3 separate regions of the Sus scrofa genome follow, and all the other regions are linked to region 2. Evidence: chromatin contacts called from public Hi-C data. All regions are on one chromosome and are shown on one strand. The core of a region is the stretch at or near the end of the contact, and the rest is flanking DNA. Distances in the headings are between cores, read along the strand shown.

Evidence for each region. A called contact is a pair of places that touch in the nucleus more often than the background predicts.
Region 1: a Hi-C map of liver shows a contact between it and region 2, with 2.8 times the contacts expected there. The contact joins two enhancer-like sites. A contact is called at or near these places in 5 of 47 Hi-C or Micro-C datasets (liver and skeletal muscle).
Region 3: a Hi-C map of liver shows a contact between it and region 2, with 8 times the contacts expected there. The contact joins two enhancer-like sites. A contact is called at or near these places in 4 of 47 Hi-C or Micro-C datasets (liver and skeletal muscle).

Annotation. Positions count from the first base shown.
Region 1 is chr2:102,486,942-102,491,629 of Sscrofa11.1, forward strand. No RefSeq gene overlaps it. Among named protein-coding and RNA genes, the nearest start is that of GLRX, 52 kb to the left of the region's middle. Within about 2 kb of position 3,095, at least 37 of the 83 cell types and tissues checked have an H3K27ac peak or open chromatin away from gene starts, as enhancers often do. A contact at or near this core is called in liver, where this site is marked.
Region 2 is chr2:102,622,011-102,626,666 of Sscrofa11.1, forward strand. The region is part of intron 3 of LOC106508433 (a long non-coding RNA gene); the gene reads left to right. Among named protein-coding and RNA genes, the nearest start is that of ELL2, 33 kb to the left of the region's middle. Within about 2 kb of position 1,436, at least 9 of the 83 cell types and tissues checked have an H3K27ac peak or open chromatin away from gene starts, as enhancers often do. A contact at or near this core is called in liver, where this site is marked.
Region 3 is chr2:102,876,812-102,881,437 of Sscrofa11.1, forward strand. All of the region lies in intron 6 of LOC106508433 (a long non-coding RNA gene), which reads left to right. Among named protein-coding and RNA genes, the nearest start is that of PCSK1, 170 kb to the right of the region's middle. Within about 2 kb of position 2,295, at least 8 of the 83 cell types and tissues checked have an H3K27ac peak or open chromatin away from gene starts, as enhancers often do. A contact at or near this core is called in liver, where this site is marked.

The DNA of each region.
Region 1 (4,688 bases), core at 1,845-4,344, 130 kb before region 2:
TGCCTCAGAGAATAGTCACTCAGACAGGATTTAAAAACTGTCCGTTTGTTTCACCTGACTGATAAAGTGACACATAAATACAGACAGAATTACAATGTAGGGGATTTGAAAAGGAAAAAAAAAAAGAAGTTAGTCATAATCTCATGGTCCAAAAGTAGTACTATTAACATTTTGATTTATTTCCTTTTGGGTTTTCATTTATTCATTTACTTATTCATTTCCTTCCTTCCTTCCTTCCTTCCTTCCCTTTCTTTCTCTCTCTCTCTCTCTCTCTCCCTTTCTTTTTTTCTTTCTTTGCTTTTTAGGGCTACACTTATGGCATAGGGAGTTTCCCAGGCTAGGGGTCAAATCAGAGGTACAGCTGCTGGCCTACACCACAGCCACAGCAACACAGAATCCAAGCTGCATCTGCGACCTACACCACATCACAGCTCACCACAGTCAGATCCTTACCCCACTGATTGAGGCCAGGGATTGAACCTGCAACCTCATGGTTCCTAGTTGGAATCGTTTCTGCTGTGCCACAATGGGAACTCTTACTTAATTCATTTTCAATTAACAAAAGTGGCAGATTTCTTTTTTCTTTTCTTTTCTTTTCTTTCTTTTTTTTTTTTTTTTGTCTTTTTGCTATTTCTTGGGCCATTCCCGCGGCATATGGAGGCTCCCAGGCTAGGGCTCAAATCGGAGCTGTAGCCGCCGGCCTACACCAGAGCCACAGCAACGGGGGAACCTACACCACAGCTCACAGCAACGCCAGATTCTTAACCCACTGAGCAAGGCCAGGGATCGAATCCACAACCTCATGGTTCCTAGTCGGATTCGTTAACCACTGCGCCATAACAGGAACTCCCAGATTTCATTTTTGAAAGGACAATAGGATTGAAGAAAAATTGAGCAGATAGTAAAAATATTTCCCATATACGCTCCTTGGCTGCCCTCAGCTCCCTGTTACTACCTTCCTGCATCAGTTGCCACGGCTGTTACCATTGATGAAGCCATAGAGAAGCACTGTTATTAAGGTTCATCATTTACACTAAGTTCACTCTTTGGGTTGAGCAGTTCCACGGGTTTTGACCAATGCATAAGATCATGCATCCATCACAACAGTGTCATACCCACTAGGTCCCCGTTTCTCTGTTATGTTGTCCAACTGGAATATACTTCAGCACACAGCTGTTTTTCTCTGTTTTTTTTTTTTTTTTTTTTTGCATCAGAGCCTAACAAGCCTTCTTTTACCTTATTATCTTGCCTCTACGTGTTGATGAACTCAAAAACACCCCGGCATACACCAGCCTAGACTTCACCATTCCCCTCCAGTCATAGCGCTGATGGTATTTCCCTTATCATATGGGATATTTAACAGTCAATTCGTGGAAATAGCTTTCCATGAACAAGATAACATTCAGGAAAAAAAAAAAAATCAATTTAGGAAGAATCGGTGCTGTGTGGCGTCCCCCAGCACCTCCCAGACAAAAGCCTTTTGTCTGAAGGCTTGGGGATGGTGCCACCTCGCAAGCACCAGTTTCCGCGTGGCTGCCCCAGTGGCAGGGGGATGGGCCTTCCCTGGAGGCCAGGGAGCAGGGAGAGTGGCTGGGTCCCAGCTTCCTGGCTCCTCCCAGGTAGGCTGTGCTTCAGCATCACAGCCCTCTCACGCCCACCCATCTGCTCCCTCCCAGCCTCTAGGTGGACATCTGGCACTGTTTTCTGTTGCCTTTAGGACTGGTTGGCTTCATGGGGAAATAAGCATTGGCGTTAGTGGATGTGAACTCCAGCCGTATGGGATGGCTGTAAGGAACATGTCACTCGGATTACCCAGCCGGGTCACATTGCCTCCCAGAAAAAACTGTCACGCTGTCCAGAAGGTTTTCACTCAAGGGCAAAAGACTGGCAACATCTCTTTGCCAGTTTTCGTATAAGTGCACGACAGCATTTATGAGATAATAGTACTTGGTTTTTGTTGTTGTTGTGGAAGCGATAACCAGCCAACTCAGCCTCTGCAGAGCCTGGAGCAGGACAGCATGTCTGCCTGCAGCTCGGTGCGGAGGGCATTTTTGCTCCTGCACAGGGCAAAGCTAGCCTCTCCCAAGTCCTCAGAGATGGTGCTGCCATGTGTGGTTCCTTGCGCCTGCCCTGTGTTCCACAACTGGTATGTGGCCCAGTCCACAATGCTGCTTTCCTCATCCCCCTGAGAAGGGCCCCAGCCGCCCTTCGGACCCGGTGCCTCCCCTTCAGAGATGCCCAGGCGAGCTCCGCCTGTAGGTCCTCTCATGGCCCTGGGAGGCCTTGTTTGTTTTTGCTGTCAGAGGCCAGTCTGTCCCCTGACCTCTGACCCAGAACTGTTTGTTCCAACCGATCCCAGTCTGTTGCCCTGGCTCAAAACAAAGTGGATGAAAGCTCTTTCCTCAGGCCCTGCTTTTTTGCCCGAGATGGGGGCAGTGAAAATGAGTGGTGTGATCATGTGGCTGATGAGTCACTTGGGGCCATAAATGACCAGAAAAATATACTCTAGTTTAGGGCCGAGTAGGGCACTAACAGCTGAAAAGCAGTAGAGCAAACGTTAAGATCATAGTTTTCCAGCCAAAGAGAACTGGGCTTCGGTCCTGCCTTGGACTCCTCTGAGCTGTGTAACCTTAGGCAGACCTCTTAACCTCTCTGGGCCTCGGTTTCCAAATCTGTAAAACAAGGTTGATCATAGTGCATATCTTATAGAGCAGTTGTAAAGATTATATGAAAACAAACAAAGCATCAACAACAAAACCCACAAAGGTAAGGCACCTACTGCCTGGCATAAGGAAGCTCTCAAGATACTATAGTGTTTATTTGGTCGCCAGGAAAATCCCAAAGGATCAATGTGTTGGGTCACTGGTGCTCCTAGCACCATCAGCAAACATGTCCACGTTGCCAAAGCAGTATCGCCCTTCCTCCAACACCTTTGCTTTGTCTTTCAGGTCTCCTGCTTCCACAAATGTCCATGGATCGAGGTCAGTAACCTCTTAGGCAGGGAAGGTCACCTCATGATTGTGACATACGTGAGCACATCTCTGAAGAGCCAATGAGGTTCTGGCAAAAACCCCCACAGGCTGACTTGTCTGAGTTTCCTGACATGCCCACTACCAGCCGCCTGGAAGCCGCTGAGGTTTGATTGCAGGCTGCTCCCTCCCACAGCTGGCTGGAGTTTACTTCATTTAGGAGTCAGCCCTTGATCTCCACGATGACAGCCAGTCCTGCCTGGCTGGGGGATTGTGACAGCCTTTGTTTCCATGTGGGCCAAGTCTTTTGACAAGAGGGGAAAGCTCATTAGTTAGCTGTCATCCTCAAACGTGGTTAGGTTATGAGTAATTCTACTAGGAGAGCCAGGGAGCTGGCAGCTCGTTCCATAGAGATTGTTTTATCTATTTGTACAGAGTAGTGGGAGATTAACTGGGATATTTTATGTAAAAGTCTCTGTCAACTGTGGATGTGCTTACAGATCCAGCAAGGGGGACGAAGATGATTCCGCTTTACCTACCTCTGGGAGGTCAGTGCAGACACACCTGAATATGCAACCTGGCTGTGCCTCCACGCGCGCGTGCACACACACACATGCATACACACACACACACACATGCACACACACACACACATGCACACACACACACACACATGCACACACACCACCCACATTCTATGGTGAGGAAAGGATGGTGTGTAGCCTCGAGGACAGGTTTGGATAAAGGGTGCCTATTTCTGCTATAATGTTTTGGTTCTCCTTCTCGGCAGGGCCCGGCTGTTGCCTCAAAGCCAAAAGCGCCAACAGGACTTTTTGGTCTCCGCGGTCAACTCCAGTCTGCTGCTCCATCACTCGGCTTCCAGCAGGTGGCGCTGCGTCCCGCGTAGGCCTGGCCCGCCAGTCTTAGCTCCCCGGCAGGCTCAAAAGATACCAAGAAGTCGGGAAGTGGTCCCCGCTCACGTAGAGCCGCTGCCTTGGCGAACGCAATTGATGACACAGCGGCCTGACGCGGACCTTTGTCAGAGAGATGGGATTTGGCGTTTCCGCAGAACGGAAAACAAAGTGCTTCTGCCTGCCGGGCCAGAGTTGACATTTGCTCACCATTGATTCCGGGACGTTTACAGGCAGCGTGAGTTCATGTGAAATTGCAGGACTTTGCCATGAGTCAGATTCACTTTCTGTAAATCAGAGTCAACATTACACTTCCCCGCCCCTTGGGCCATTACTTGAATTTTTAGTTCACCCGTTGTATTTGTACTGAGGAGATTCAAGTATTTCATAAGCACTTTTTTTTTTTTTAAAGGGCAACACCAACTTGGGACAGATTGGTTGTTTGAGATTTTTGTCAACTTCTACCCTTCTTCACTCAGTGAAACATATGAAGGAAATGAAAGAATCAAAATTCTGCCCTAATCCACTGTCTACATTCTTGTCTACGTGTTAAAAAAGCTCCAGGCCGATTGCCTCATCTATGCGTCTTGCTCCCTCCCACGCCTGGTCCAGTCATCATTGTCTCCATGAACAACCCCACCTGGGCTTCCTGCCAGAAAATGTTTTTCAAGTTTCGCTTGAATTTCTACATGACATACTTCTGAACATGTAAATACTACATAAGGCCAACCTATATGGGGAGCTAAGAATGACAACTTAGAATTCTCATTCTTTTTTTCAGGGCTGCGCCTGAGGCATGTGGAAGTTC
Region 2 (4,656 bases), core at 186-2,685:
AGAGATGTTAAACATTTCCTACATCACAATAAGTTCTGTAGACTGGAAAATGATAGTCTCCAGGATTTGCTTCACTAAGAGCCACGTTTATTTAGAGAAAATTCATTTTTAACTCTGTTTTAGAAACCTGCTACATTTGTTTCTGTCAGGTAAAGAGCAGACCTTTTGTCTTGAGCAGAGAAGTGAAGGAAATCCAGGATCCAGCTCTTCTGTGGAGACTTTTTTTCTTGCTCCTATATACCTGTAAATGCGTTTACCTAGAAGTAAACAAACAAGTGGGAACATCTAATCGATTGTTCCAATAAGGATCTCTCTTCCCTTCCCTACCCAACAAGTTCTGAGGTCACACTTAGTATTTAGTCCATTTTTTGAGGTAGAACATTAACTTTTTCCTGCTCTATTTTTTTTACTACCATAGGCACTATTAGTGAAGTTGTGTGTGTGCGTGCACGTGCAAGTGTGTGCATGGGTGCGTGTGTGTGCAAGTGTGTTATGGCAGAAGGGGGAGGAAAGAGCACTGGGAAGGGAATCACTACATACTTGTCAGTGGAAAAGAAGGGCCGTAGATAGGATTGTTTTATGATTTTATTATCAGCAATGTTTATTTCAGGTATTTTGACATCTCTTCTACTCTAAAATTTCTTTAGTGTCATTAAAAATTTTTTTTTTAAATCTTGTTCTTTTTTTTTGTTGTTGTTGTTCTTTAGGGCACCTGTGGCACATGGGGGTTCCCAGGCTAGGGGTTTAATCAGAGCTGTTGCTGCCAGCCTACGCCAGATCCAAGCCACGTCTGCGACCTACACCACAGCTCATGGCAATGCTGGATCCTCAACCCACTGAGTGAGGCCAGGGATCGAACCCAAAACCTCATGGTTCCCAGTCAGATTTGTTAACCACTGAGCCACAACAGGATCTTGGTCTTTAGTGTCACTTTGATTTGCCTGAAGTGGGTAAGAGTTCAGGCACTAAAGTTAGACCTCACAAGTTCAAACCATGTTTTGGTGTTTAATGTTGAGTCTCCGTTTCTCTATTTATAAAATAGGATAAATGTTACTCTCTACATCTCATTGGATTATTTCAAGGATTAAATGAAAGAATATATGTAAATTTCTTAGTATAGTGACTAAAGTCAGATAGATGCTAAGTGAATTTTTAAAAATTATTTAGAGAAATGAAATGATATTTTATTGTCAGTAAACAGATGACATGATAATTTTAGCTATAGTAAGTTTAAAATACATATCTTCCTCAGGGGAGTTTTCTCTGTTTTAAAATGTAATACTCTTAGCCCCTTGTCATATCTTCTAGAGTGAGTAGGCTTCTTTGTTTCTCAAAGAACATTTATAGTTTCTGTGTTACATAAATGTTCCACTTGCACTACTGTACTTGTTTAGTTAAGCACAGGCCTGGCAGCTGGGGAAGTGTCAAAGTCTGAAGAGCAAATGTATTGTTGATTTGAATTACTCTGTGTTAAAAATTGCTAATATACCCAAGCAGTCTTACAAGCAAGGAAAGCAGTAGTTCTTAAAGGAAAAGCGATCACAGCCTGCCTCTTAAATTCACTGTATTTGTTTTGTCTTCCTGCAATGATGTTTTTGTTGGCAAAACTACTTTATTATTTTTTTAAATCTGAAAACATCGCAAGTCTTTTGGTTTTTTTAAATTATTCAGATGTTTCACACTCTTTGGTTTTGTTATGCAGTGTGACGGTGTGACATACTTGAAAGCTAACTCCCCAGGGAGTGGAAAGTGTTACCATTTATTTTTAGTAAGGAAGCTGGTATATTGGATCATATAGCTGCTTTCCCAGCTGAAATAACAGCAGATTGGTGCTGTTTGCATACTGTTAATTGCTGAAAGTTCTTAAACTAGTAAATAGGCCTGATTAACTGGAATCCAAATAGTAGCCCAAAGAGACCAGACAACTTTTGATAAGATAAATGCACTGGTAACCTTAAACATTCCCTTTGGGTTATCTGCCAATGGTATGAAGTGTTAAACTAAAAATATTTTTTTTATATTTAGAAAGAGTTTAGGGCAAATTGTTTGGGAGCAGGTTAAAGGTTTTTATGTATGATTTAGCAGACAAAAATAAGTAATTTTGGTCCTCTATCATTTGGCACATGAGAATTGAGCAGTAAAGGTGAACTAGTTCAAAGAATAAGTCCTGATTCATAAGATCACATTGTACCCTGTCGTTTCTGTTTGGGCAACTACAAACAAATATTAGTAATTCCAACAAGGGAATAATGATCTTTTATTTATTTATTTATTTACCTTTTTTACTTTTTAAAAAAGGATTTTCATTTTTTTCCCTTATAGCTGGTTTACAGTTTTCTGTCACTTTTCTACTGTACAGCAAGGTGACCCAGTCTCACATACATATATACATTCTTTTTTCTCACATTATCATGCTCTATCATGGGTGGCTAGATACAGTCCCCAGTGCTATACAGCAGGACCTCATTGCTTAAGGAATAATGATCTTTTAATAAATAAAACGAGATATAGGCTCTTATTAGGCATTTTAAATTTCAAAACTGGAGTGCTTTCTAGAATAAAACTCCACTTTTATTTTGAATTTGATATATTCATCAGAAAAACAACCCTAAAATTCCTTCCAGTTTCCAGGGTCTAGAGCATTTATATTAAAATTAAGCTTGCTTGAGATGTTTTATTTAATACATTTTAAATTATTTTAATTAAATATTGTACATGTGAACCATGTCATCCCCTTAACCCTGGGAGTGGAGCCTGGAACACAAAATAAATGACCAGAATGTGATATTGTGTCCAAAGAGTTAGGAGACAATTGCTTTTAGAGCACTACCAACTCACTTTGTGGACTTAGTTAAATATTTTAAACTCTCTGTGCCTGCTATTGATAAGGAAATTTTCTTATCAGTGAAGTACAGGGGGTCAACTCGTTTTCTAAAGTTTTTTTTCCCCTGGAGTTCCTTGTGTTGAAGTGGGTTAAGGAGCTGGTATTGTCAATGCAATGGCTTGAGTTTCTTTTATGACATGGGTTTGATCCCTGGCCCTGGGAACTTCTCCATGCTATGGGTGTGGCCAGTAAAAGGGGTTTTTTTTGTTTTGTTTTGTTTTTTTTTTGTTTTTTTTTTTTAGCTCAGAAATTCAATGTTAAGGTAAATTTTTATAAAAGTTAAAAAAAAAAAAAAAAAAAAAAAAAGGCCAGCTTCCATATCTTGGTTACTGTAAATAGTACTGTAATGAACATTGCGGTGCATGTGTCTTTTTGAATTTATGTTTTCATTTTTTTTCTGGACATATACCCAGGAGTGGAATTGCTGGATTATAGTAGTTCTATTTCTAGTTTTTAGAACATCTTTACTGTTTTCCACTGTGGCTGTACCAATTTACATTTCCATTAACAGTGTGTAAGAGTTCCACTTTCTCCACATTTATTTTTTGTCTTTTGTCCTTTTAGGGCTGCCCCTGTGGCATATGGAGGTTCCCAGGCTAGGGGTCTAATTGGAGCTGTTGCTGCTGGCCTACGCCAGAGCCACAGCAATGCCAAATCCGAGCCACGTCTGTGACCTACACCACAGCTCATGGCAACGCCAGATCCTTAACCCACTGAGTGAGGCTAGGGACGGAACCCGCAACCTCATGGTTCCTAGTTGAATTCGTTTCCACTGTGCCACGGCGGGAACTCCATTTTCTCCATATTCTTTCCAACATTTGTTACTTATAGACTTTTTGATGGTCACCATTCTGACAGGTGTGAGGTGATACCTCATTATTGTTTTGACTTGCATTTCCCTAATAATTAGTGATGTTGATTGAGCATCTCTTCATGTGCCTGTTTGTCATTTGTATATCATATTTGGAAAAATGTCTCTATTCAGGTCTTCTGCTCATTTTTTGATTGGGTTGTTTGCTTTTGATAGTGAGTTGTATGAGATGTTTATATATTTTAGATATTAAACCATTGTCAGTTATATCATTTGCAATTTTTTTTTCCATTCTATAGTTTGTCTTTTCATTTTGTTAATGTTTCCTTGGCTATGTGGAAGGTTAAAAGTTTAATTAGATCCTGTTTATTTTTGCTTTTATTTCTTTTGCCTTAGAAGACAGATCCAAAATATATTGCTATAATTTATGTCAAGGAGTGTTCTGCGTATGTTCTCTTCTAGGGGTTTTATGGTTTCAGAGTTTACATTTAGGTCTTTAATCCATTTTGAGTTTATTTTTGTACATGGTATTAGAGAATGTTCTAATTTCATTCTTTTACGTGTAGTTGTCCAGTTTTTCTAGGATACTTGTTGAAGAGACTGTCTTTTCCATTAAAATTTTTGGCTTCCTTTGTTGTAGATTAAATGCATAAACGTAATTTTTAAATGGCTGTGTGAATATGAATATAATTATTGCATTTCCTATTGAACATTTAAGTAGTATCAGGTTTTTTATTTTTACATTATAAATAGTGTTTTAGTGAAAATATTTGTATAAGGTCATTCTTCCTCTGACCCTATTTAGCATTATTTTCATTGGATAGGGTAGAAGTGGAATCACTAGGTCAAAGACAATAATTTTAAAGCTCTTGTGAATTTGTGTTCCAAAAGATTAACCAGACTGTATTACTATTAAAAATATATTACTCTACATTTTTACCACATTGTGGATAACATTGAA
Region 3 (4,626 bases), core at 1,045-3,544, 260 kb after region 2:
ATAATAGAATGTCTTTTTCTTTCTGGCAGTGGTAGTCTTATTTATTTGAGTAACTCAATGAAGGAATTATTTTACCAGGAGCTTATAAGAGACTGGGAGAATGTTTATCTCACTAATCCTGGGGTAATGGAGGGAGAATTTCCTCTTTTCTATGGCTCCTAGACTTAGCGGAGTCAGGAAAGTTAAACTTGACTAAATTACAATTTACTTTTAAGTATTTTTTGTTATATGTATGTATGATTTTTCATTTTATTAATAACTGGAATCAGCATGCAATCATGTATTCATTTTAAGTACTGCTATATTTCTATGCACACATATAATAGAAAACAGAGTATAACTTCCATTTCTGAAGGATAAGCATTTTATTTTTAAACTTTCCAAATGCTAGTCAGTGCATATCACTGATAGAAAATATTTTGCCAACCAGAAATAGAGACATGGATCTTTCAGAGCCAGGCATATGGGTTTTATCAAATGTAGTAGACATTTGGGGATTTTTGTCTGCCCAGCCTCATTTAACCCTTATGTTGCTAAAATTACCCTGGCCTTTCACTATTCCATCTTGTCTTGGTGGGGCTATCAAATGAGGTACCTTCTGACCCAATACATGGGAACAAAACTCAAGCTATACTGATGGACTTTGTTTATTCCTGGGAATTACCCGTCTCATGAAACTGCTGCGAGGATTAAGTGAGTTAATACATGGAAAGTACTTAGAAGCTTTACTGGCACAGGGTTAGCAATATACAAGTGTGAATTTTTATTATTTTGAAGCAGAATGACAGAAGATTAGAAAGTGATTAGAGTTGAAACATTCTGCCTGGCTGCCCTAAGACACACTCCTAGTTTCTTTGCTTCGATTCCCAGAGTGACCTAGTTTGTCAGTTCCTCCAAGGTCAGATTATAAAGCATTTCCTGCAATTCTATGAGCTACCCTGTATCCTTCTGATAAACTAATTTTGATTCAACTTTCTCTCCTTGCAATCCAAGAATCTTGATGGTTAAAGAGAAATTCTCAGCAGAGCTCCAAACACTAGAATGAAGTAATATTCTGAAATTTAGAAAATCATTTATATTTACCTTGGAGTGTTTTTTCTCATTCCTTCTGAATATGATGCTCTACTGCTCTGGAAAATTATTTCAGGCAAAATAATAAAATCATAGTAGGATTATCTGACATAGAAAAAGTTGGGACATGCAAAATAATGAAAATCAATATGCTCATAGTAGTATTAATTTTTAAAGAAAACTCCTTGTCACCATAAAAATTATATATGTCAGACACTGTGCTTAGAGATTTACAGATCTTATTTTTAATCTTTATAGTAACTCTGCAAATAGTATTAACCTCATTTTATGGATAGGGAGGCTGAATGAGGCTTGTCCATTGGTTAGCAGCTGACGAGAATTCTAGTCCAGTTCTACTCACTGAAAAGCCTGCACTCTCCCTCTGTAATGGCACACTCGGGATGTTAAGTTGAAAATTTTAAATGCTGTTTATTCATTCTTTCGTTAAATATTTATGGAGTTACTATGTAAATCTCCATGAATGTATGTAAATATAACCTTGGAGGATATACTCTAAGAAGTGGGAATGGCAAAATAGCATGTGGAAGGAGAAACTTTGTAGATTATTTAGATTAAACCTAAAATATGTCTACTAGGCAAGGTAAAGGATAATAGCTATTTTTCATCTTTGTTCAGATAGCCCACTCAAAATTTATTTTGACTCCAAAAAAATCTCATTTTCCCTTGTTCCCCTAATCCCTGTCTACCCTCCTCATCTAGCATATATTCATATTATGGTATGTTTAGAAACCTTTCTAAGTTATAGAGAATTTTAGCTCACTTATTTTGAGGGTATTTCTATGCAGTAATAATGTAAAAGGTGTTACTTGATGAAGAGATATAGGAAATTGTAGAAACCGAGTAGAATCCCAAGTATGCTAATCCTGCTTCTAATATCTTAGACACACCTGTATAGGACCAGAGATGAATAGCCACAATTCTGGTCTCTAAGGAACTAGAATTTAATAATTGTGCAGAAACTTTCATAGCATCTGTAGACCAACCTGGAAACTACATTATTCTTACCTCTTCTAGCATTCATAATGAGGATCTTGCAGAAAGATGCAGAGTATTGTAAATTTTAATTTTTTCCTCCCTTCAGTCTCATACTACATCCTACTCCTATTTAGCAATAGAAGGGAAAAGGTTAAACAAGCTGCCCCCATTGACAGTAGAGTTTACTTAGTTTGTGCAGAAGAAATTTTCTGTGTGCTCAGAGATATCACTGTTTGCTTTCCATGTAATGGAAAAAAACCATAAAGGTAATGAGTAGATAGATACTCCAGCAGCTGCAATACCAAACAAGTATTGCCAGGCTTTGTTTCTACCTATGCTGGAAGGTTTTGCATATTCAAATTCATTACTAATGATTCATTTTATTTTAATTTTAAAGACCTGGTCTATGTGAGTATTTGAAAAGTCTGCACTAGGTGAGGACTATAATATTTCTATGGAAAATTAAATTCATAAAAGAAAATAAAAGAAATTCATGAAAGAATGAAGCTGGCTAGAGAGTACAAATGCCTCAATAAATGATTCCGGACCAAACAGGCTAAGCAGTACCTAAGAGTGAGCTTTTATTATACTAAACAGAGTGGCAGAAGGTTAGAAAGTGGTTAGAGTTGGAACATTCTGACCACTAGTGTCAGCTTCCTAAAGAAACGTAAAAAAAAAAAAAATTCATTGTTCTTATAACTTCTTTTGATATAGTAAAATATCCAGTCTACATTTAATTTCTTTTCAAACACTTGTTATTGATGGTGGTGGGTGGAGATCAACTACCTTATAATAATAATAATAATAATAATAAAGTTATGGCTAGTTTTATGTTTCTCATTCTGTCTTAATCTCTTGGAACGCCTCTGGGTACTGGCTAGGAATCTCACCAGGCTCCGGTGGGAGAGGGTGAGCTCTGTATGTTCACAGGGGAAGCCAGGCTGAACTGAACAGGAGTGTATCCCGGAAGCAGCACCAATGGCCCTTTGGACTAGGATCCCTCAGGTGGAGGTGGCAGAACTGTCCAAGTCATGGTTCTAGACTTGGCTGAGATTGAAAAAATGCAGACTCTGGGGATCCAGCCAAATATGCCAAACTAGCATATCCTGGAACTCTGCCTTCTTAACAGGTAACCTGAAGATCAGCTCTGATTCCACACTACCTTTCTAAGTCCTTTGTGAAGAAGGAACCACCCTCCCTCCTTCAACCTGCATTGCTGCCACATATGGCACAAGAACGGCCACCAGTGTGTTCTGGAAGATTAGTCCTATCTTCAGGGCAAGTTTCTCAATACATTTGCCTTTTTTTAAGACTCCATCCATTCCTCTCAAATCCTTCACTTTGCTGTGCAGTAAAATCTGAATTTGACATTTTCATCCACTTTCCCATTTTCTTGTTTGGCTTTGCCCTGGCCAGTTACTAGGTGGCTAGTGATCATGTACGTTAAAGATAAATATTGGCACATAAAACTGTCAGTAATTCGTGGAGGTTCCAGAAAATGGAACTTTACCTATTGAGATGCTTAAAATTTTAAAAAAAGTGTTAAAACTTCTCTGCTTTCATAAGCAAAGTATTGAATCTTTTTCAATACTTTGTATAGTGACTCAGCTATACATACATATATATATATACTTAAATATTATTTTCCATCATTGCGTATCCCATGTATGTTTCTTGATGATTCAGAATTATCGTTACAATATGATTTACTCTACTGTGCTATGCAATATATTAAGGAAGTTGTTGAAGTAGATAGATCATTTTCTCCTGCATTTATATCTTATATTGTTCTTACTGGTTTTGGTTTGCCTGTGTGCTGCCATTAGCTCTGCCCTTTCCTTGAAGACCAGCTGTTTCTGTACTGCTGTCAGTATGTTTGCCTAGGCAGTACACATCCCTTCATACTTCTGTTTCTAATCTTTGTGGGCTGTAGTACCACATAGCTAAACTGCTGAGAACTAGGTCTTGATTAGAATGAGCTGGATTCTGGGCAAAGATCTGGTGGTCTCTCCTGGGAGTAACTGTCCAGCTTTGGGAAGGGAGGGGAATCATGTGTATTCTGGCTGCTCAGAGGGTTTTGCTTACTTGTTTGCTTTGTTTACTGTTCATGCTTTGTTTACTGTCTCAGAGGACTCTGAGTTGTTGGAGTGCTTAGTTCTGAATAGCTGGGGAGTTATTGTCTATTGCATAGGACTTGGAATGAGCATTTGTTCACATGGGTCAGCATGTTCCTTTTTCGCATGCTCAGACTACAGAGAAAAGATGAAACGTCCAGTTGGAATGTGGAGCAAACACAGTCAGATCATTGATTTTTCCTTCCCTTTCAAGATAACAGCCATGCTGGGTCCTGGGCTGCAGTAGGTAGGAGACCTGACTTCTCTCCTTCCTGTTATTTTGCCCCCCCTCCCCCGAAATTGCTTGGCAACTGGCATAATCACACAAACTCTTGAATGCTTGGTGGCTTAGGAAAATTCAACTCTTTTCAATATGCTGATAATCACAGCAAAGAAAAGCACCTGTAAGGTTATCTTATGGGAGCAAAGGACACCCTCCAAAGAA